Regions from separate parts of the Mus musculus genome. Here region 1 is linked to region 2. The links are chromatin contacts, called in public Hi-C maps. All regions are on one chromosome and are shown on one strand. Each heading gives the region's core, a stretch centred on a gene start, on an enhancer-like site or on the middle of the called end of the contact. The rest is flanking DNA. Distances are from core to core; before and after follow the strand shown.

Region 1 (5,828 bases), core at 641-3,140, 83 kb before region 2:
TCTGCCTCTGCCTCTGCCTCTGCCTCTGCCTCTGCCTCTGCCTCTGCCTCTGCCTCTCTCTCTCTGCCTCTCTCTGCCTCTCTCTGCCTCTGCCTCTGCCTCTGCCTCTGCCTCTGCCTCTGCCTCTCTCTCTCTGCCTCTCTCTGCCTCTCTTTGCCTCTCTGCCTCTCTCTACCTCTCTCTCTGCCTCTCTCTCTGCCTCTCTCTGCCTCTCTCTGCCTCTCTGCCTCTCTCCAACCTCCCGCTTCTTATTTCCAAATCCTGGTTTTCTCTATCTCTCTGCATTTCTGTTCCTTTCCAGCTCCATTTTCCCCCTCACCATACTCCTGACTTTTTGTGATGAAAATTTTCAGTAATGCCAATAAATAATAATTTTTAAAACTCCAAAAGGTTAAAGCCAAAAGGTAGATTCCCTTTTAATGAATTTTTTTTTAAACCTTGCTTTTATGTAGTTCCTTTTATCTCTTCATCAAGGAAGTTGTATTCCACCAAGCCTCGGGGTATGATAAATAACTAACCAGGATGCTCTTTCCTCTCTGACAGGATGACTCAACACTGATTGGTATTATCTACATTCTTTAAGTGGTTTCCTGCAGAGCTATCCCTCTCTCACCTGCTCCACACATCCAGAAAAGCACTGAAGAGAAAATGTTTAGAAGCGACTCATGAGGAATGGCACAAAGGAAAGATGCTAACACTCCAGTGACATGGAACCTTCCAGGTGAGCAGCCCCTCTCTCTCAATAAGCCTAAAGAAGGCCTGTGGCCTTGTGGACTGAGAGACCCACACAGAGCTATCTGCCTGGCTCACCTGCATAAAGAAAAATTTCTAACTAACTGCTTCAGAAGAAGTGGAATTCCATAAAGAGCCATTTCTCAGGTACTGAGTCCCTCCTTTGAACTTGAGCCTTTTGGCACTTCATTTGCATCTGTTTAAACAGACACTCGGCCAGCATTTATCAGTCCAGCCTCTGTGAGCAGGGCCTTCTCGCTTCTGCACCTTGAAAGGATGCTCCAGTAAAAATACGATTTTCTTCCGTGTTTTTTTTTTTTTTAATACCTGACAGGCTATGACCCCATAGAAAGCTCTGGCAGAAACACAAAATCAATTGAGTTTCATTCGAACCATTCTTTTGCTCTCAGAAACCTTTGATAAATCTCAGATGAAAATTCTCCTGCCCCTCAGAAGCTCAGGAAGGCCACCGAACACTTTGATTTTTTTGACTCTGTCACGTAACGTAATTGGCGTGACGATCTTATCGATCTGTTGTTCTCCCGGTCAGTGGATTTGTTAATCTGCTTTCTAGTCAAGTAACTTGACCGGACATCATTTAAAAATGATTGCAGTGACTGCGACAGGGCAGGGGCCACAGGGTACCAAAGTCAACATTTTCGACAGTTGTATGATCATAATAAATGATCCCCTCCCCCTCCCAACCCTCCCACCTCCATCTTCTAACTGATTGATGCGATTGGTCCTTGCTCGAGGGGCAGGGAAGAGAGGTAAGATGAATCCACTCTGCATCATCAGCAAGAGTGATCTTTCTGAAATACAAGTATTACTTGGTCTAACCCCGCCCACTCCTAGCCCTGGGATAGATATCACCTCACTGTGTATGATAGAAGGACTCACTATAGCATATATAAGCTCCTAAATCTTTCTAGAGCATTGGTTCTTAATCTTGACCCTTTTAATATAGCTCCTCCTGATGTGGTGACCCCAACCATGAATTTATTTTCCTCGCTACTTAATAACTACAATTCTGCTACTGTGCTGTTATGAATTGTAATGTAAATATTTTTAAAGATAGGGGTTTGGCAAAGGGACCTCAACCCTTTGAGAACCACTGTTCTGGGCCTATTTCCTGCCACCTCATGAGTCACGTCTGCTACTTGAACTGCTTATAAGTAGAAGTCACCAGTTTTCCACTTGTTCCCTGGCTTTTTAGCATGGCAGCCTACCTTGGACCAGTCATCGGGTTCTTATTGGAGTTTTAGAACTCACTTCCTCTAGAATGGTTACGAGTTCATGGCATTTCATCTACCACCTTTTTAAATCTTTTCTCTCTCTTTGTCTGAGAACAGGAATTGTGTTTTAGGCCCTCAGAGTTGAACTGTTTTACAATATATTCATGAAAGCATTCCACGTCTTTTTCTCCACAGTATTTATCCCTCTCTGGGATCAAGTTTGAGAGCACACCGATTGATTTATAGCACCTAGCACCATTTGACTCACATCGTAGGCATTCAAGAAATAGTTACTTAAAGAAAACCAAACAAAGGGACCAGCAGGCACTTAAGATTAGCACTAGGCACCATGATGATATGCACCGCTATTAGATACCTGTCTTAGTTAGGGTTTTACTGCTATGAAGTCTTATAAATGACAACATTTAATTGGGACAGGCTTACAGGTTCAGAGGTTCAGTTCATTATCATCTAGGTGGGAACATGGCAGCATCCAGGCAGGAATGGTGCAGGAGGAGCTGAGAGTTCTACATCTTCATCTGCAGGCTGCTAACAGAATACTGGCTTCCAGGCAGCTAGGAGTAGGGTCTTAAAGCCCATACCCACAAGGCCACACCTACTCCAACAAGGCCACACCACCAAATAGTGCCACTCCCAGGACTGAGCACCTACAAACCATCACAATACCATTGAACAGTGGAGGGAGGAGCTAGAAAGACAGACAGTTCTGCAGTTAAAAGCACTTGCTGCTCTTGCAAAGGACTGTGCAGTTAAAAGCACTTGCTGCTCTTGCAAAGGACTGGGTTTCATTTCCAGCATTTACATGGCTGCTCGCAAGCAGCAGGAACTCTAGTTCTAAGGTATCCAGTGCCTTCATGGTCTCCTCCTTCAGGGACACACCAGGCACACAGATAGACAAACATTCACACATACAAAATCTTTGAAAAACAAAGTAAATCTTAAAAGAAAAAGTAAGGGGCAGGGAGCCCCTAAGGATGACCCGATGCTTAATAAAATCAAAGCGCGGGGTTTTGTTAGACATTTCCCTGGTTGGTTCAAGCAACATATTTTCCCACAGCCATTTGGCACACTCCTCTTACACATCCACACAAAGGAAAACATCATCTGAAGAAATAGGTTCAATTTCCTAAACTTGACACCCAGAGTCCAATTCTGAGTTAAGTACATCATCACTGCCCGTGCCTCCAGAGTGCTGAGGGGACAGTGTGTCTGCAAAGAGCTCTTGTTTTAGCCGTGGGATTTCCTCTCAAGCCATGGACATCAGCACTAAGACGTCACTCCCCCAACAGAATACTAGATACCAGACAATGATCGTTTGCAGGCCTTCCTCCAATGGTCCATAAGAGGTCAGTGGACAGAAATTCGAAGAGCCTCATTATGCCAACCGGTAAAACAACCAACCCCAGGGCAGCATCTAGCTGACAGTTAACTGTGAGCTGCCTCAATGGGGGATCATTATAATTTTAAAGTTAATGAAATATGAATAAATGTCTGGCATCAGATTGACGAATATGATATGTGCTTAGCAAATCCCTGAGAACGGGGAAGATGGCTAGGTGAAAACTATATAGGAAGATAGTTCTAGGAAGTCCCGCCTTAAAGTATGAATGAGTCTGCACTCAGCCAGGTGGTGCACAGCTGTAATCTCAGCACTTGAGAGGGGGAAGCAGAAGGGTAGAGAGTTCAAGGCCATCCTCTGCTACTAGTGAGACAGAGGCAGCCTGGAATGCAGGAACCTGGGGTGCTAGGGGCAGAAGGAAAGGCGTGGGGAAGGCCATACATACAAAGCAGAAAGAAGACTGGCTTTTACAGAGCAAAGGCTAAGAATTAGAAGTCAGTAAACTAGCTCATATCAACTGAAGAGTGATTCTCATTAAACTAGGTATGTGTGTGACTAAAAGTAACCAATTAAGTGTGTGTGCCTAAGCAGTTCTCTGTTATCTGCTAATATGCCTGCGCCTGACAAACCAACGCCCACTGGCTCCGATATCCACAGAGTGTAATCACCCGGGTTCCGGCACTCTTCTGAGACATGTGGGTGATTGGGACTGAGGAAACAGTGGGGAAAGTGCCACATATAGTCTAACAGAAACAGGAAATAAAACAGCATTCACTCACATAGGTCACTGGGGCATGCAAAGGGGGACTCCTGTGTGCTTTCTTCCGGTTTTAGAAGAGCAAACCGCTGAGGGGGACCCGGGAGCAATGTCTGCCAATTGGCTATGTGTCAGAGGCAGCCACCAAGGAGAGGTTCTTAGTGTGTCAAACCCCCGTCACCTGGATGGTGGGGATGGTAATATCCATCCAGACAGGAGACACTTTAGAGTTTTGATTGTTTTTGTAAAAATAAAAAAAAATACTAAAATGAACAGCTTTCAGGCTGATAGCCAGGCTCATTTACACACACGAGCAAAAGCCCTGGCTTCACAATTAGCCATCTGTTGAGATGGGGACATCCTTACTAATTTCATGAACTGGACTTGGAGGTGGACATCATTGGAAGATGTACTCATCTGTTGAAGGCCAAAGCAGATCTTAACTCCCTCCAGCTCCAAAGAGGAGCCGTAAAAGCTAGGAGAGAACAGAGTGTGGTGTGTCAGTGGAACCCACTCTGCTGGGCTGTTTCCGTGTCCCGTCCCGTCCCCCCACTTCCCCCCAGGGCTGGCATTCCAGCAGGCACAAAATAAAGGGCCCACAGATCCCACCAAGTTTAGTACCTGTTCGTATCTCTTTAGAAATCAAAAGGGAAAGGTGGAACTTTTGAACAGAAAGTGTGCTGTAAGGTGCAGGTTGAATGGTCATTATTCCAATGTGGACGGACAGTTTTCGTTTCATTTTTTTAAAGAAGAGGTGCTTGTGAAAGTTGTCATAGGCCAGCCTGTAGTATGGAATATTCTGGGACTATACTGCCAAAAATCTACCACCTCAGACCTACAAAGCAGTTTTAGTGTAAGGATCCACGATTTGCTGAAGAATAGCATTCTGAACTCAGATAGTATGTAAACAAGGAGGGTTTTATTCTGCAGAAGTCCAGCATGCTGGGATCTCCCCATTACCAAGAAAGAGAGACGCCCAAGTGAGCTTGCAGGCCTGATTTAAAGCACATCAGGGAATTCTGGGGTAGGTGACCTCTGTGTTAAATCTGTTGGGTCCGTCTCTAGGGACATCCCATTACTGAGGTGTGGGGGCTGGAAACCTGCTGGGAAGGTCTGGGAACTGTTACTGAAAAAGTAGCTCAGGAAGTCTGGAAACTACTGCTGACCCATGGTCCTTGCTTCAGGCCGGGCGGCTGGGACATTCCATGACCTGGGCATGAAGGCTGGAGCCTGGGTTTTTTTCTATTAGTAATTGACTTCCCTAGGCATGCCTGGACTTACCCAGGTTTTAGGCCTAGTCTCCTTGACTGTCAATTTGAAGTCTGTCATGGAATCTGCCCAGCCTTCTCTTTCGCCTCATGCATATCTCTTAGAGGTCCTCAACCTTCCTTCCTGATGCTGTGACCCTTTTCCTCATATTGTCGTGACCCCCAACCATAAAATTATTTTTGTTGCTACTTCATACCTGTAATTTTGCTATGTCATGGAGTGTAAATATCTGATGTAAATAAATATGCAGGATATCTGGTGTGTGACCCTGTGTGGGTCAGGACCCACAGGAGGAGAAGCAGTGTCTTAGGGATTGTTTTGCTAATTTGTAGATCATCTCAACTCAAACCGGAAGGTGGGGTAGGGTGGAATCCATTTCTCTTCCTCCTTTTCTGTCTCCTTTCCCCTTACTCTCTCTAATGAGCTTGCTGACCAGTTTCCCCTCCCCTCCTCCCTTCCTTTTTCCTCACTTCTC
Region 2 (6,003 bases), core at 1,493-3,992:
GTCTGGAGTTCAAATCCCAGCAACCACATGGTGGCTCACAACCATCTGTAACGAAATCTGACTCCCTCTTCTGGAGTGTCTGAAGACAGCGACAGTGTACTTACATACAATAATAAATAAATAAATAAATAAATAAATAAAATCTTAAAAAAATAAGAAAGAGATGGTTGAACTTGCAGCCAAGACATGTCTCTATCTCTATCATGCTATCTAAGGCTCAGAGAACAAATGGGAAAGGGGATGGGGGGTGGGGGAGAGGGAGACGGGGAGAGAAAGACAGAGGGACAGGGAGAGGGAGAGAGGAAAGGAGGGAGAAAAGAAGGGAGGGAGGAAGAGAGAGAGAGAAAATAGGAAGAGAAAGAATAGGGAGAGGGGCTGGGAAAACGGCATAATCATGATCCCACAGCAGATGAGAGCTTGTCTAGGCTGGCACAAGACTAGACTGGCCACTAATCTTGGAAGGACTTGTGCAGCCCTGTCCCTCCCTGCTGGTGGATTCTGGAGGAGGGACAGTCATTGCCTTCAGCTGGATACTTAGAGGTGAGCCCACCAGGCACTCGTGGATAGCTCCAAACCTGTGGTCCATAGAAGACTGTGATTCAACTCAGTGGATCACAACACAAAACCAGAGGACTGACTGTGAAAGGAGACTTCTAGGGGAGAGGTGGGTGACTGTGCGGGGAGGGAGACTGGCGCTTTGGGGAGAGAGTGACCAGATGTTTTAATAAACATATGAAACTGTCAAGGAACAAACCTAAAAAAGATCATAATTAAAAATAGACCAGGTTCCTAGCCAGGCATGGTAGCATACACCTTTAATCCATCACACTCAGGAGACAGAAACAGGGAGATCTCTGAGTTCAAGGCCAGCCTGGTCTACAGAGTGAATTCCAGGACAGCCAAGGCTACATAGAGAAACCCTGCCTTGAAAAACCAAAAATTGAAAATTAAACTAAAAATATCAGACTCCTGAACCTCTAAAATCTGGGCCCTAAACCTACATTTAAAGATATTCTCATCAACCTGGGGCTTGGACCGTCCTTTTATAAAGATGGGGGGTATGTGTAATTTGACGGAAAAGACTTTCATCATCGTTGGAAGAGTTTGAATCATCTCTGTCTGTCTCAGTCATCGGACCTATAAATACAGAGAAGATAATGAGGATCTCGGAGAAATGGTGGTCTCTGCTGTCCGTGTCTCAGTTTGTGTGGGCAGGAGTTCTCTTTGAATGATTAAAAGAAAGTGACCGGGATGGGAATAAGCAAGAAGTCAGCCGATACCATCCAAAATGTTTTTTGTGTCTTTGTGAGGAATGGTGGATACACACACACACACACACACACACACACACACACACACACACACAGTTGACGTGCCCAAGCTGTATGTGATTAGTTCTGGGCAGAAGCGCATTAGGGCATCTGAAAACCACAACTGGAGACATCTATTCTGATGGGCCTAATGTTCGGCGTATTTCCTTTCAACTGAACTCGAGGGAAAGTACTTTGATACAATGTACATATGGAAATATTTTACAGCATTCTTAAAAAGTTAGATATTTCATTTAATATATATAAAACATACTCTTTTTCTTTTCAATGCACATAAGTACAGCCAAATCAATGCCTTCAAGGGTCCTTCGTCATTTCAGCCCACGTATTTTTGTTTTGTTTCTCTCTATGTTGGTGCTTAGAGTTTGCTGTGTTTGGAAGGCCTGGCTGACAGCCCTGGAGCCAGGGTTGCTGCTCGAGGCTTTTGGCCAGCAGCAGCAGCAGCCGCTCAGATGTACTCCACATACTCACCTCTGGAAAGATCATTTCTGGAGGTGAGAAGGCTCTTTGATTTCCCAGCAGCCCCGAAAGCCGTTGATGAGGACGGCCGTGGTACGGCTGCCCATTTGCAAGGACTTTGAGTTCTGAAGCCACTGCCATATTTCACATATGTAGTGAAATTGCAATCTGGGTTTTAGTTCAAATTCTTTGAAAAGATTAAAGTCTGTGCTTTTAGATGCTATTCCTAACCTTGGGGTAAAAGATAGTCTTCAATCAAAAGAATCCATTAATACTGGTAACATTTTTTTTTAAGGCATAGGGAGATGGAACAGATGATAGGGATAGCATTTGCTGTCAGGTTTTTAATCTCTTATATTAATGACTTCTAAAAAAACACTTATTATTGTATGTCTGTGTATATGTATGTATGCCTATGAGCACTTGCATGCCACAGCATACACATGAATATCAGACAACAACTTGCGAGAGTTGGCTCTCTCCTTCCACCATAAGGGGTCCTGCATATTTATTAAAAGATGTATCATGTTAAAAATTTAATAGAATTATTCTTTGTAAAAAATATTCAGTTGGCCAAAATTTGCCAGACCCATTTTTAAAGTTTTATAAATCTATATGATTTTCAAGGCAGCTAGATACATTTTTTTAAAAATCCTGGGTTTGATATTTTATTCATTTGAAAATGATGCTTTCAGGAGGTTTTTCTTTCATCTTTAAAGGAATAAACCATTTGCATTTTAAAGATATGCTGGAGCGCTCCAGGAAGCAGCCTTTTCTATTTATGTTATATTTAATTGCACTTACTTGATCATAGCATCCAGGCAAGTTTTTAAAAAACAAGTTTGCCTTTTTACTGTGCTTGTGAGCACAGCTGACAAATCTCAACTTATCAAAAGTACGGTTTTTTGGCCAGAGAAAAACTGCGTCTGACGGAGTACTAGAAAAGAGAAACCCTGCCCCACTGTGGCCACAGGAAGGAATTACAAGTGGGAAGTTCAGATGGTTATTTGAATTATACCAGCTTTGCCGAAAAGATTTAATTTCAATGTATATAGTTTTTTCTACAAAAGTCTATATGTTCGCGTTCATGTATGCATATATTTTAGTCTAACTCACTGCTATGTAGCAGTCATTCCTCTCTTGACAGTCTGCGGCACCGTTCACTTCCAGCGGCCATCTAACCCTCGAACACGTAGAGAAACTCAGCCCTCTTTCTCTTTAGCGCCTCAGAACTCAAATCTACAGGAGACACGGCGGAAGGCTTCCGCTAGTTTCTGGCCATGTCAGCGTCAGAATTTTGACCATATTTACGGTTAGGAATCTTCTGTCTGAGGAGTGACCTTGACATCTACTCCAGGGAATTATTGGATGGGTTGGATAAGATGACGTGGCACTGGGGGTGGCGGTGCACACCTTTAGTCCCAGCACTCAGGAAGCAGAGGCAGGCGGATATCTGTGAGTTCGAGGCCAGTCTGATCTACAGAGTGAGATATAGGTCAGTCAGGGCTACATAGAGAAAGTCTGTCTCAGAAAACAAAACAAAACATAAATTAAAGAAAAAAAAAAGACAGCATAATTCCCCTATGCACAACGGACATATATGTTGGTTGTCTAATACCTCTGCTTTTTTCTGGTTTTGTTTTTTTTTTTTTTTCCTTCTTTTTCTAGGTCAAGTGTGTGTGGCAGCACATGTCTGGAATCTTGGCTATATAGGAAAATAAGGCAGGTAGATCAAAAATTCAAGGCCAGTCAGTCCAAGCATCTGGCACTATCTCGTCTCAAAAATTAAAATGGGAGGGTCTGGAGATATGGATCAGTGGATAGGAGCAAGACCTGCTCCTGCAGAGGACCTAGGCTCTATTCTTGACAGATCACAACTGTTTCTAACTCCCATTCCAGGGTATGCAAGGCACACACATATAGCCAGGCAAAAGACATATGCACAGAGCTGGAAAGCTGGCTCAGTGGTTAAGAGCACTGACTGCTCTTCCAGAGGTCCTGAGTTCAAATCCTAGCAACCACTTTGGCCTCTGTAATGGAACCTGATGCCCTCTTCTGGTGTGTCTGAAAACAGCTACAGAATACTCATATACATAGAAAGTAAACACACACTGTAAAAACTTAGAAAGTGATAATAAATTTTAAAGGAGTGGGGATATATGCATACATACTCTTCCCTGGTCACGTTACTAGTAAAGATTTTTTTAATTTCCTCTACTGGGCTGTACTCCCCACTCTAGCCATTGCCCTGGGCAAGGCTAAGCTATTTAATCCCCTTCCTTCTCCCTGGCATCTTTAGTCTTTTTTCTGTGATCTTCCTTAATTTTATAGAAACATGACCAAGTTTTCCACCCTTAGACATCTCTTCCTGCTACCACTTGAACTTTCTTTATTCATATATATATACACACATACATATTACACATATATGTAATGTATATGTGATGGGTGAATGAATCCATTTTTTTAAAGATTTTTTTTTAATGTGAGTACACTGTCACTGTCTTCAGACACATCAGAAGAGGGCACCAGATCTCATTACAAATGTTTGTGCTGGGATTTGAACTCAGGACTTCTGGATGAGCAGTCAGTGCTCTTAACTGCTGAGCCATCTCTCCAGCCCTGGCTTTGAACTTTTTTTTGGTTTTTGTTTTTGTTTTTCGAGACAGGGTTTCTCTGTATAGCTCTGGCTGTCCTGGAACTCACTTTGTAGACCAGGCTGGCTTCGAACTCAGAAATCCTCCTGCCTCTGCCTCCCGAGTGCTGGGATTAAAGGTGTGCACCACCACGCCTGGCTGGTTTTGAGCTTTTAGCTTTTGGCACCGTTTTAGCCTCCAGTTGCTGGGATTACAGGTGACGCACACCCATCTCACCCTCATTTTATTGTCATTTTCCTTTTTCTAGATAGTTTCTCTGTGTACTTGTTCTGTTGACCAGGCTGGCCTCAAACTCAGAGATCTGCCTGTCTTCGCCTTTTAAGTATTGGAATTTTAAGACTTGAGCCATTCACTATCATTATTATTATTTTTTTTTAAGTTTCACTTTTTTTCCGTTCTGTACTTTGATTTCTGTCACTGTGCTGCTGAAATTAGTGAATTAAATTACCAAATATTTATAGACACAGAGTGGCCAGTAAGGATTCAGATCTGTTTTCTGGCCATTTTAACACTTTGTACTGGACACGTTCAATGGCTAATGGTCACTAAGGGCTGGCCTTCTGTCAAATGCTGCGGCTTCTTTTCCTTTTCCTTCATCTGACATGTGGAAACTCTCTTCTGCCGCTTCTGTATGTATGCCTGCCCAGCCTGAACCTTTGATCTTCTGTATTTACTTTGTAGTATCCTCCTCATCATGTGGGCGAGTCCCTAGGCATCCGTCTGCAACTCTCTTCCTTCTCTTTTAACTTTGGTCTGAGAACTTCCTATAATTTTATTCTACATTGGGTGGGTATATGAGGGCGTTTTTTTTCTGGGAAGAGAATTTATAGGTGGTTTTTTTTTTTTAAACAGCTTCACATGGTCTATGACCCTTCCAAAAAACAAACAACAACCCCCCCCCCAAAAAACCAATAAACAAAACCAAGTGAGCCTTCCAAAAATACGAAAACCAAACTAAAACCAGCACCACCTCCAACAAAAACTCCCCAAAAGCAAAACAAACAAACAAACAAACAACCCAAAAGACCCAAAGCCTAGTGTGGTGGAAAATGTCTTTAATCCCAGCATTGAGTTTGAGACCAGCCTGGTTTACTGAGAAGACAGCCAGGGCTATACAGTGAAAAACTGTCTCAAAAAAAACAAAACAAAAACAAAAACAAAAAAAAACAAAAACAAAAAACAAAAAACAAAAACCCACAAAAAACAAAAAACAAAAAACACCACCACCACCACCACCACCACCACCACAACAACAACAAAAAAACCTACCAAAAAAACTGACCAAACAACAACAAAAAAACCCCTTTAATAACAACAACAACAACAACAATAATAGTAACAACACAATAAACAAAACCAACCAACCAAACAAAAAGCCCTAATCCCTATTAGCTCCATATCACACTTAGGTGCATCAATTATGTGTGAGTCTCCTATGCTCCTATGACAGCTACCGCAGCCTCATGGTGCTCCTTGCTTGAGCCTCCTGAGTGCCAAGAGGACAGGCTTATGGGTCTGCACCTGGGGGCAAAGCTTTGTTGAGGGCGAGAGTCATG

Evidence for each region. Hi-C and Micro-C count contacts between places; a contact is called where the count stands out from the background.
Region 1: a Hi-C map of pancreatic cancer cells shows a contact between it and region 2, with 2.5 times the contacts expected there. The contact joins two enhancer-like sites. A contact is called at or near these places in 18 of 484 Hi-C or Micro-C datasets (the 63-12 cell line, 8-cell embryo, B cells and 9 more), 3 of 115 datasets of contacts at active chromatin or transcription factors (all in embryonic stem cells) and 3 of 9 other capture datasets (adipose tissue, liver and pancreatic islet).

Annotation. Positions count from the first base shown.
Region 1 is chr3:130,794,948-130,800,775 of GRCm38.p6, reverse strand. It overlaps Gm36443 (a long non-coding RNA gene), which reads left to right. Exons shown (of 3, transcript XR_376074.3): 2 at 544-721. Among named protein-coding and RNA genes, the nearest start is that of Gm36443, 6.1 kb to the left of the region's middle. Within about 2 kb of position 1,890, at least 7 of the 459 cell types and tissues checked have an H3K27ac peak or open chromatin away from gene starts, as enhancers often do. A contact at or near this core is called in pancreatic cancer cells, where this site is marked.
Region 2 is chr3:130,712,165-130,718,167 of GRCm38.p6, reverse strand. No RefSeq gene overlaps it. Among named protein-coding and RNA genes, the nearest start is that of Ostc, 5.7 kb to the right of the region's middle. Within about 2 kb of position 2,742, at least 119 of the 459 cell types and tissues checked have an H3K27ac peak or open chromatin away from gene starts, as enhancers often do. A contact at or near this core is called in pancreatic cancer cells, where this site is marked.